2 separate regions of the Manis javanica genome follow, and region 2 is linked to region 1. Evidence: chromatin contacts called from public Hi-C data. All regions are on one chromosome and are shown on one strand. Each heading gives the region's core, a stretch centred on a gene start, on an enhancer-like site or on the middle of the called end of the contact. The rest is flanking DNA. Distances are from core to core; before and after follow the strand shown.

Evidence for each region. A called contact is a pair of places that touch in the nucleus more often than the background predicts.
Region 2: a contact with region 1 is called in a Hi-C map of blood, with 6 times the contacts expected there. The contact joins the promoter of PARP11 here to the promoter of CCND2 in region 1. A contact is called at or near these places in 2 of 2 Hi-C or Micro-C datasets (blood and fibroblasts).

Annotation. Positions count from the first base shown.
Region 1 is chr15:28,032,069-28,037,894 of MJ_LKY, reverse strand. It overlaps CCND2 (cyclin D2), which reads left to right and starts at 3,652. Exons shown (of 6, transcript XM_017671362.3): 1 at 3,652-3,798. The region is part of intron 1 of LOC108403977 (a long non-coding RNA gene); the gene reads right to left.
Region 2 is chr15:28,392,611-28,398,436 of MJ_LKY, reverse strand. PARP11 (poly(ADP-ribose) polymerase family member 11) reads right to left here and starts at 2,085. Exons shown (of 11, transcript XM_017670488.3): 1 at 1,901-2,085.

The DNA.
Region 1 (5,826 bases), core at 2,403-4,902:
AGGTCAATCCTAAAACAGAAAGGACAGATCTTTCCAGAGGTGCACATTTTGAAGATTTAACTTTTAACAACAACCTGTTTTGCATTTCAAATCTCATTCCTTTTCATGACAACAAAAGACCACCATGAATATAATTTTAGAAAAACTTTCAATCTGCCTCCTGAATTTGTCACCAGGAAAAAAAAAGCCTCAACAAGAAAACGATTTCTCCGGTTTTTATTAATTAGTTTTTAAAAGTGTGGAGAATATGAATTCAGCATGTTGTATAATTATGTTATAAACTATACTAACAGATGCTGACAATCCTTGTGTTTTAAGATTGAAAAATAAAATATGAAATAAGGAATATTTATTATAAATATTTTACATTGCTTCAATTTGGTGGTAACTGATACAGATGAATGAAACCATGAAATCGAAAGAATATTCAAACACACTGGGAGAGTGGGCATTTTAAAGGGGAATGAAAGTTTGAACATGGATAAAATTGAAGTGTATAGAAAACAAATAAAAATGACTATTGCTCAAAAAATTTTTTCAGGTGGGGATAGTCTTGACATTTTACTAATAATTTAGATCTACAAAGTGTTTAATTTGACCTCCCATAACTTAAATGTCTGAAAGTAAGCTGAAGCAAAATTTAAAGGGCATTTTTGTCTTTTTAGTTTTTTAAATACTTCCCTAGGCTCCTTCCTTTTTTCTCAGTATTTTTTTTCTATTTTTCTACCTTTATACTCACAAACCAAGTGTTCATCAAATTAGATACCAAGAAGCTAGCACTCTTAAATACAGTTCTCTCAGATTGAGCTTCAACAGCAAACACTGACATTTTCATTAATTTTAACTTTTTTCTTTTTTTCAGAAGAAACAAAACAAAGTCTCTTGGGTCAGATCAGCAACCATTAAACGAAAAAGAAATAAATAATAAGTAAAAAATAGAAGAAATGTGTTAAAATGAAGGAAGAAATTACTGCTCATAACCAAACTCTGTCGTCTTAAAAAAGAAACACTTCCACACTTCACATCTGATTCAAACAGAAAGCCTCTCCTTTATATTTGAAACAAATAAAATTCTACCTCAAATTCACATTTTCGAAAAAGGTCCTGGTTTTCTGCATCTGAGTCTGGCAACAGTCTTTTAACCTCACTAAGGTAAAAGCCAGTTCACATTTACTATTTTTCTCCCCAACAGTCCCACTTAAGCTTCTTGTAAATTTCAGCATAAACTCAGAATTTCACCGTGGGTTTAGAAAATGACGTATTTCAGATATTCCCACCCCACCCCCAACCATTGAAAGATTAAAAGTATTTTACTCAGATTTAGGGAAAAGGAGGATGCGTGGGCTTACTCTGCAGTGGTAGTGTTCAGTCTTCGAAGTCTAGAAGGTTCTCCACGAGCACGAATACCACCTGGGTATCCAGCGGGTGGGAGGGGAGTCACCCTGAGTTTTTGCCCATCTATTTGTGGAGTTTTTTTGACAAGTATATTTCTAGACGGATTTGCTCCTAATCCATTATAATTCGTCCAAGGGGGCTCCCACACACTCTAGGGAGATAGATCTTACACGTAATGAACACAGCATCGACCACTCCAGCTGGTGTTCAGTGAGTGGGGCGGGGGGCAGGGAGGAACTTGTCGCGCGTGAAACACTCTTCGTGCAAAAGTAAACGCAGACCGCATATCCCGAGGAACAGAGACACATTCACGTCTCCCTTCTCGGAGAGGGTGGGAAGCGAAGAGGCCAGGCGTCGCGACCTGCAATCGCGATATTCATTCCGCTGCCGACAGCGGGCGGAACTGGACCACAACCCCCCAAACCCAGCTTTTCCCGCGGCCTGGAGCGGCTCCCGATTTCAAAGTGAAAAAATGACCTCCTTCGGGGTGGACACCGGCGTGGGGAGGGCCTGGGAGGAGGGCCGGCTCTCTGGCTCCGGGGCAAAGGCGCACAGCCTCTCCGCTCGTGAGCCGGCCCGGGAGCCCCGAGACCCCGGGCCGGCGCCCCCCGCGCGGAGCCGACCCCGCCGCCGCGCCCCGCCCGGCCCCCTCCCCCGCCGCTTCCTCCCGCTCTCCCGGCCCCTTCCCCCACGTGCGGCTGACGTCAAAATTCCGCGAAAAAGCCGCGTGGTGGCTCCCCGAGCGGAGGCGCGCGTCCGCCGCCCAGCGGCCCCCTCCCGGGGGCGCCGGGAGAGGCTGAGGACCCAGCCGGCCGGTTCCTTTCCCTTCCGGGACGCCGCACCCCGCCACCACCGCGGGCCAGAAGCCCCCGCACCCCAAATATTATTGGAAAATTCATTTTTATAAAGCGAATGCATTTCCAGAGCTATTTTCGGCCGCGTGAGGCGTGTCCTGCAGCTGAATCACACAGGAAGAGGGGGAAGTTCGGATCTTTCTCTTCTCTATTTTTTTTCCGAGGGAGGGGAGTAAGATGCTAGGTGGGTGAACAGACGGCAGGCGCGAGCCTACCGCCCCACGCCTGCGGCAGCTGCGCCGCGGGCTCAGCGCCCCGGTTCAAGCTGGAACGCCCCGGCCGGGCGATGAGCGCGCAGGCCCGGCCGACCCTAACGGCCGCGGGAGCCCGAGCGCCCCGGGGCGCGGCGGGGGCGCCGTGACGGGCCTGGGACACAGTCTCACCTGGAGTCGCTGTGCCCCAGCCTCGGGAACCTCCTTCCCCTCGCCCCATCCGTCCACCTTCTCGGGGCACTCCAGTCCCCGACCTGTCCCTCTTTTCCTTTCTCACGTTTTACCCATTTGCTTCCACTCCCTTCTATTACCTCCCCATTCCAACGTCTGCATGTCCTCTAGATCCTTCCCGGGACCCCGGGAGCCAGGAACCAACGCTCGGACACTTGGCCATGTACTTTTAATTAACCGTCGGTTTTTCGGTTTTGATTGCCTGACCATCCATCGCTCACTGCAGAGCGAACAAAGTCCTACTCTTGGGAAAGGGTGGTGGCCCCCATTCCAGAGTCTGAACACCCCCCCCCACCCCACACGCAACCCTGGCCTGCGCGCCCCTGCGCGGAGCCAGCAGAGTTCGAACTCGCGCGCCCCCGCAGCTCTGAGCCGACAGCGGGCTCACCTGGCTGGCGGGCATCCACCAGGTGACCTCGGTAGTCTGTGTGCTTAACGCTGCAGGTTCCTGCAGAAATGTGCCTATAAACACCCAACACCCGGCTGCACCCTACACCTACAGGGTTTTGTACACTGTCCAACCGAAACTCCAAAACGCGAAGAGTAGAGGGTGGGGAGCCGGCAACGGAGGGAATAAAATTCCAATAAAACCTAACTTCGCGAAGTGTATCACTGATCCTACAAGGACAGGATATTTTTCTTAGACTTGAGAGGTGATAATGGGATAAGGAAGAACCAACGTTCCCACTCTCCCCCCCACAGTGAGCAGGTTTGACTTAAAAACCAGCGTACAAGGCGCTTGGGCTTTTTCTCTAAACCTGTCCACTCAAAAGAAACGCGCTCGTTTGTCCAGAAAGCAACGTGCCTTTTCCCGCGTGCTGGGCGCAGTGCTTTTTAACAAGCAAAATTAAGGTTTTAACACATGGTCGGAGTGGCGATCTAAAGGGAAAACTTGGTTTGCAGTCCAAGCCTCCCAGAGACATTCCTGCCAACCTCCGCACCCTCTCACGCCCCACCCCGTGTGTCGGAGACTGAAAAGCGACTGGGGCACGGATTCGATGCTAGGTTCATGTTCGGGAACAGCCCGTAATAGGAAGGGGAAGTGAACGGGGGAACCTGAAGCGGTGAGCCTGCCACGCGGGAAGCGTCCGGACTCTTGGGTCAAGGTGCGTGAAGAGCGCCGCGGTGAGGGGGCAGCCGCCCGCGCCCCTCCCGGTCGCGGCCACCTTTCCCGTGCCCCTCTCCCCGCCAGAATTTCTCTGGAAAGCCAGACGGAGCGAGGGCCGGGCGCGGGAAGGGGCGAGAGGGCCCTCGGTCGCTCCCAAGCCCTGAGGTTTCGCCACCCAGGCAGTACCCCCAGGGTCGGCGAGGCCAGGAGGACGACCACCCGCCTCTTCCCGCCTCCCAGCAGGAGACCCAGGCTCGGGGTGCTGCGCCTGCAGGGAGGAGGCGAAAAGACGGTGCTTGGTTAGCCATCAAGCGATGTCAAGAGGCTGGAAGCCATCGCGGGCTTGTCCTTACCTGGCATTAGAGTTAGATTTATACTTTGAAAATACCGCTGTCACCCCTACAACCCCGGCAGCTTTCTTTGAACCGCTCCGATGCGGCTGAGGTGAAGTCTGAGTAATTCCTTCATGGGGTCTTACAACCTAAGGTAATGTATTTGCCCGGAGTGACTCAAAAGCTTAAGTCGGGAAGTCCAAGTTGACTAAAACCAATAGGTGATTGTTGGGGACCGCCTCTATTCCGAGGAATGCTGTACTCAGCCGGAGTGTCACCGGCGGCGCGGGACTGTTTCATTTTGAGTTGCAACTTAGGTTTTTTCAGTGAGCTTTTTTTCTTCCTGAAAGCTAATGGCTTCCACAGCAATTAGACATTTTCCTCGCCCGCCCCCTTCCCTCCCCTTTCTTTACCTACAGCAGATTGGGTACTAATTCCCGGGCTATTGATAAGGTTGGAGGCGCCCCGGCCGCTCGCCCGCCTTGGCCCGCCCCGGTCCCGCTCTCCCTCCGCCCTCCCTTGGCTCCTTTTGATGTAGCGGGGAACGCGTCCCACAAAAAAAAAAAAAAAAAGTAATCTGCCCGGTAACAATCAGCGCGCAGTAGCAGGAGCCCCAGAGCTATTGGCTATGCAAATAGAGGGAGGGGAGACGGCGCCCCAAACTCTCACTCACCCTTTTAAAGCTGTATCCCCCTCACTCTCCCGCCCGCCCTCTCTGCCCCGCCCTCGCTTAAAGGGGCTGGCCTTGTAGCCCGAGTTAATCGCTGAGCACCTCTGGTTTAGGCGCTCCCTGCCGTCTCGGTTCCACCTCCCCCTGCTTTCAGGGAACCGAGTGAACAGCTCACACAGCCCGCGCCCCCACCCGGCCCGCTGGCTATGCGGGCCCGGGTTCGGGTCCCCTCTCTTGGTGGAGGAGGCGCTCGGCAGACCTCCGTGTGTCCGGAGAGCCCCGCGACCCACGTCACGCTCGCTGCACGTGCCAGTTGGGCCAGCACGCTGGGGGTGCGGGGCGCACCCCCCTCCCTCCCGAAGTGAAGTAACACTGAAAGGCAGAGCGGGGGCGGGGGGTGGCGGGAGGAAGGAGGCGAGGAAACACCACCATATCCCCGGTAAGAGCCCTGCCCCGAGGATGCGTTGGAGCACGTGTCAAAGCCGACCGCGCTGGCAGTGTCCCCACCGCAGTCCCGCTCCCGGAGAGAAAGCCCTGGCGTGAACCCGGAGGGTTCTGCGGGTGCAGAACCGAGAGTGGAAGTTTGGGCCTCCTAGAAACGGAAGGGGTGGTAGTGTCTGCGCGGGGAGAGAGAGGGGGAGCCGAACCTAATCCCTCCTTTGCCCCCTCCCCTCCCCCTCCCGGGCTATTTCCTAGAAAGCTGTATCAGTGTGGCCACGTTCGGCTCAGACACCTTGGGCGGCTTGTCAGCAGATGCAGGGGCGAGGAAGCGGGTTTTTCTGCGTGGCCGCTGGCCGCGGAGGAACCGCCGGCAGCCCTGCCCCCAGGCTGCCACAGCCCTGGGCGCCTCACCCGTCTCCCAGTGGCGCCCGCGGCGCCCCCAGGAACGGGATGGTTTCTGCTCCAGGGTCACATTCTATCACGTCGGAGAAGTCTCCCCCTCCCTCCTAACACCCACCCCTTCCTCTTCTTCCTCTCCACACGCTTCTGAGAGGTGGGTGGGGGTGGGGTGGGGGGGACATTT
Region 2 (5,826 bases), core at 836-3,335, 360 kb before region 1:
GGAGAAACCTACATGAAGAATGTCACAGTATTTTAAAAAATTAAACTGTCCATATTGACAGGATTCATAGGCTCATAGGAAGAAAAACAGTATCAGTAAGAAAACACAGCACTGAGACACATTAGGGTGGCAGGAGAATAAGGGTTGAAAGAAGAATATGGGATTTTTATGTGGAAGCTTCAGCACTACCAAGAAAAGTCAGTCAGTCTGCTCCACTGAAATCAAGCAACATTGTTAGAAAAACTTCAGAGAAAACAGCATTTCTTATAAAGAAATGAGATAACAATGTAACAAACCAAATATATGAGTCATTAATGACTTTATAACCCTCACAAACATACATATGATACAATAGCAAATGCTGATGTGTATGTGACACCAAAGGGAGATGAGCATTGGTGCAAAGGACTCTCTCTAGTACTAATCCAATCACCTTTGTTAATTCAAAAATATTTACTGAGTGCCTACTATGTACCATGTGCTGTTTGTTCTCTAGTCTGCCATAATAAACAACAGACAAAAATCCCTGCCCATATGGAGCGTACAACATAGTAAAAAACTTAAAACATGTGATTTAGAGCACGACATGTACTTGGGTGACTAAAAGGTTTGTTTTGGAGAAATCAAGATGAAAAGGACTGCTAATAAAAATTGATACATACACATATATAATGATATAAAAGGAAGACTGTGATGACAGTCTGAATATATAAGCAGAGAGCACATTCTCATAACTCAAAATTATTTTTGACAAAATCAAATACCAGCAATTACTTACTTTCCTCTGATGTGGCCTGATATTACAGTATTCATGTTTGAATAAAAAACAACAAAAACAAACCCTAGACAATGACCATCAGTACATGGTGGACTGGGATGGAACCACAATGTGCGACCAACAAATGCAGATTAACGGCCTTGTTTCCACTGGATGAAAACTGAAAATGTAACAGAATAAACTGATAAGCTCTTTTATCAGTTCACTGGAAATGTATTCCGGGGAGGGAAAAAAGAAAAGCAGCACTGATTACAGCAAAGGAGTGGTTGCAAGTGGGAAACAGGGTCATGAAGTAAATGTAGGCAGTGATCTCTGCGTATGGGGTAGTTTCCTCTATTTAGTCAATTTGCTGAAATATGATTCTGCCATTATTTTCAGTCAACTCACAAGGTGTAAACAGTGTACATCTGCCCTGTTACCAGGCGATTTCAACTCTGGTAAGAGATGAGTGGAATACTCTTGGCAAGTAGATTCCACCGTGAGAAGGCTGCACATGAAATAAACAAATGTATAAAAGCATAGCAGACAAAATACATGCAGACAGAATGCGAATACAGAAGACAAACGAGGGAAACAAGACGCAGCTGAAACGTTCCAGGTCATCAGTTCTGTCCACTGGAAAAAGAAATTCTAAGAACTTCACGATCTAAAGGCTTCGAATATACACCTGGTCTCCCAAGTATTAAATGGCTGTCCACCAGGGAGGGACAAGGAGTAATGACGGTTCCTCCGAGGCCCATTCAAGACACAGGGGTCGAATCCCCAAGCTTCAGATGGGGCGGACTGGCAAGTACACCGGAGGCAAAAGAAGAGTACAGGTTCAAAGCCCAGTGACTCCAATTAGAAAGCAAAACACAAAATTAAAAAAAAAAACGGTGAAGGGAGGCCGGCGGAGAAACCACATCAAGTAAAATAATAACAATTGTAATAGGAAAGCAATACCGAATCGAGCCATCTCCAACACGCAAAAAGCCAGAGACTGTAAAAGCCTCAAGGGCTGGATCTTCAGGCTCCCGGAACTCAACACCCAGCCTAGCGCGGGTGAGTGGGAGCAGTTCGCGGGAACCCCCTCTCCCACCGGCCCCGCCCATTGGGTCCGCCCCGTCCCGCCCGGCTACTCACTGGATTCGCTTCCCACATAACGGTGGTGAAATCGGGCGGAGAGAGCCTGGGGGAAGGGGCTAACCGCTGGGCCGAGGTGCTGGTTTTTTTCTCGATGGTCGCAGGAGAAATCGGATGGAGCGGCAACCTTTACGCTGGCCTTCCTTCTCCCCCTCCCGGTCACAAGCCAGCGTCTTCGGACCACCGAACCTCACGACTTCCGCTCGAAACCAGCCAACCAGCGCTGGCCCCGCCCCTCCCCGGAAGCTCGCCCCGCCTCTGTCGCTCCCTAACGTGCTCCGCGGGAGGCTCGCAATGGGCGGGGCTTGCTGTTACAATGGAGTTTAAAGGGCCTACGGTTCAAAGGCCCTTCCAGTGCTCAACCCCCAGTGCAGCATCCCCACCCATGGCTGGGAGGATTTCCTCCGATATACCGATCACCATATGGTGAGTGTAGTGGCCAAGAGCGGCAGACTTGGGAATTAATCCCAGCGGGGCCGACAGCACTTGGGACAAATTTCACAATCTGACTTTCAGTTTTCTCATCCTCAGAATGGAGATCATAATAGCAGCTATCCAGGGGTGTAGTGAGGTTATTGAAAGCACTTAGCACAGTATTTTGCATACAGTAAGAGCTCAATAAGTGACAGTTACCTGCCAGACACTGTGCTGGGTTTTGGAGTGAACAAGACACTCATATGCCTTCACGGAGCTTAGAGGCTTGAGAGAAAACAACGACAAAAAAAGGAATTTAGATAAATGAAAAAGAACAGTATGGTTTATAGGTAGCGTGGCAAGTACAGGGTTCCCTGAGAGCATGCTTACCTAGGAGAGAGTATCTGCTTTCCCTGTCCCCTTTAAGAGGCTTAAGCTAAGACGTCAAGGATGTACTCATATTGAAGTTACCTAAGTAAAGAGAATTTAGAGAGGGAAAGAATCTTCTAGACAAAAGCATAATGTACCTATGAGAAATGAAAAAAAATTAAAAAGTAGTTTGTTATATACCTCCACACATTTAAGAAAATTTATCAAAGAATACCTACAGACTTAGAACCTGAGTTTTTCACTTAATATGATGTGGATATCCTTCATTCTAATACATATAAATCTATTTCATCATTTTGAAGTAGACTTATGGCATTCCATGGTTTGTGTGTATGTCACACACACATACAACACACACGAAATTATCCATTGTGATACCTAGACATGTAAGGGGTTTTGTATTTTTTACTATTCCCCCTCCAAAAAAGATGCAGCGATAAACATTCTTGTGCAGACATTTCTGTACATCTGTCTGTCTACCTCCTTGGAATTAGTTCCTAGAAATGGAAATGTTCAGGAGATTCTGGAATTTCAATTTTTAATACAAATTACCAAACAGCACTCACAAGTAGTATTTAAGTTTGCAGTCTCTAATTTATCCTTGTACATGGATTGAGACAGGGATCTTCACTTTTATTTTTCACTTACTTTTTGCCAAGTGGTTAACCAGTTATTCCAATATCATATTGAATAATCCATTCTTCTCCCCATTACTCTGAAGTGCCACCATTAATCACAAACTAAATTGGTGTGTGTGTGTGTCTGTTGCTGAACATTCTTGTCTATTCTATTAGCTATCTCTTTATTCCTGTGCTCTGGCACACTAAGTATAGCTTTGTAATGTATTTGCTCTCTCAAAGTAATTCATCTCCTAATTCTCTTCTTTTTCAATATTTTCCAAATCACGAGTCTTACTATTCACGAACACACTCTTCATGAATTTTATCTTTTTAAGTACATAAATTTTTTCCACAAATATTTGCACAATTTTTGTGAAATTTGTTCCTACATATTTTTGTTATTATTGTTTTTGTAATATTTTGTTATTATTGTGAATGAGATATATTTCCTTGCTGTAAGTTAGGAAAACTATTGATTTTTGTGTATTTCTCTTGTATCCTACTACACTGTGAAAATGTCTTATTAGTTCTAATAGCTTGTCAACTGATCTTTGAATTTTTATGTCGATAATCATATCACCTACAAATAATGCAGTTTTGTCTCTTCCTGTTGCAATGGTCAAAGCCTCAGAAAATTTTTGAAGAATGCAGGAAAAGATAATGGGCATTTAGTCTTTAATGCAGTAAGACAAGAATTTGCCTTTGTACTTGATATTCTTTAATACACCATCATCTTTAAAGAAATTTCCTTCTATTCCTCATTTACCATGAGATTTTAATTGAGAAAAGATGTTAAATTTTATCAACTGTCTCTTAAGCTCTATTACTGTATTTATTTTCACTCTGACTTACTGAAAAATAAACTTTACTAATATATGTCTTAATGTTCAACACCCCCTTACATCTGCTTCATCATGTATTCAAGTCTTTGAATACACTGATGCTTTTATATTTAGGATTAATGAAATCAGTCCATTGTTACTTGTGTTTTTGTGATTTTCTTTAACAACTTTTGCTAAGTGAACAGTAGCAGTTTAAGTTATTTTAGAAATTATCTCTTCCTTAAAGATGGAGTGCATTTTTTACAAAGCAAGTTTAACTGAAAAGATTAGGAACAGGTCCTCCACATTTTGGGGGGTTGGGTTGTACTTCATTTCCTTGAAGTCTTGTGGTTGCCTGGGCTGATGGTCAGAGAATGGGCTGGGAATAATACAACTGATTTGGACATATACCAAGTGAATGCGCTTTTAAAATATACTGTTACATCCCAAGTAATATGAAGAGAGTATATTTCATAAAACAAAAATAACTGTGCAGATTTTAGTAAGAACTTTTTTTCTTATTATTGTTTATTTATGACCACTGGGAGAGCAAGGGTGGGCAGAGACTTGGTGATCATTTAGTCCTGGGTCACAGACCGTGGCCTAACAAGCTTTAGCACATAGAGTATTAAAATTTTGGGATAAGTGGCCACCATTTGAAAACTGGGAAGTTTCACATTAAATTATGTGGATCTCCAGCTTCCCTCAGACGCTGTACTCTCCTGTGGCAGCACCTGGCCAAAGGCCTGCTGATCCCTCTGCACTGGAATGGGCTCTCAGGTTTGCCTGCATTACCAGGCTGGTATCTCTCCTCCTCATTTAAGTTACTTATATGGGCTCTTAAGGCACTTGGGTTTTACTCATGATAACCCACCTTGAATTTTGCTGAGGAAATGTAATAGACCTGAGACTTTCTAAAATGTCTGAGAAAACAGCTTCATTGCACTCTCCCCTCGCTTTCTCAAGGGTGGGCTCAATCTCTACACACAATCTTTCAATAGATTACTCTCTTCATGCAATGCCTGAAATTTTCCCTCTTAAGGGGTCTGGCACTGGGAATGCTTCCCTCTGCACATAGCTCTGGGCAAAGTGCCACAGCAGTAGAAACTATGGATCCTGACCAGGGTCAGTAGTTCTCCCAGGAAGACCAAACAAATGAAAGACATTTGACCTTCTTTCATGTTTCCTCTGTGGCTTCTGGACAGAGAGGTCTTAAGCCATGGGAATCCCAGCCCAGGGATCCTGAGGGATTGCAGCCTGCTCTCCTACCTGGTTGAGTTTTATTAGATCTTTAAATGCCAAGAGGGGAGGGAGGAAATGCCTGAGGGGAACAGAGGAGAACTGTTACTAGGAAGCACAAAAATATTCAGAAAACAGGTAGTTGAGCAGCAAGGTAAATTTGTGGGGAAAAAAAAATCAATTTCACTTAACAACAATAGGAGAAAAGAGAACCAAGTAAGTGGTGAGATGCAGAATATAGTTTTACCTATTATTTCCATGTTATCAGCATAATTGTTTTTATTTTTAAAGGCCATGTTGACAGCGAGAAATGGGGAGCCCTAGGCATGCATGTGGAAGATAGACAGGATTCGACAGGAAGGGGGAACACACCAGAAGAAGGCCCAAAAGGAGAGCCAAGGGGCCACAGGAGGGGAGGGAGCACAGGAGAAAAAGCTGCATT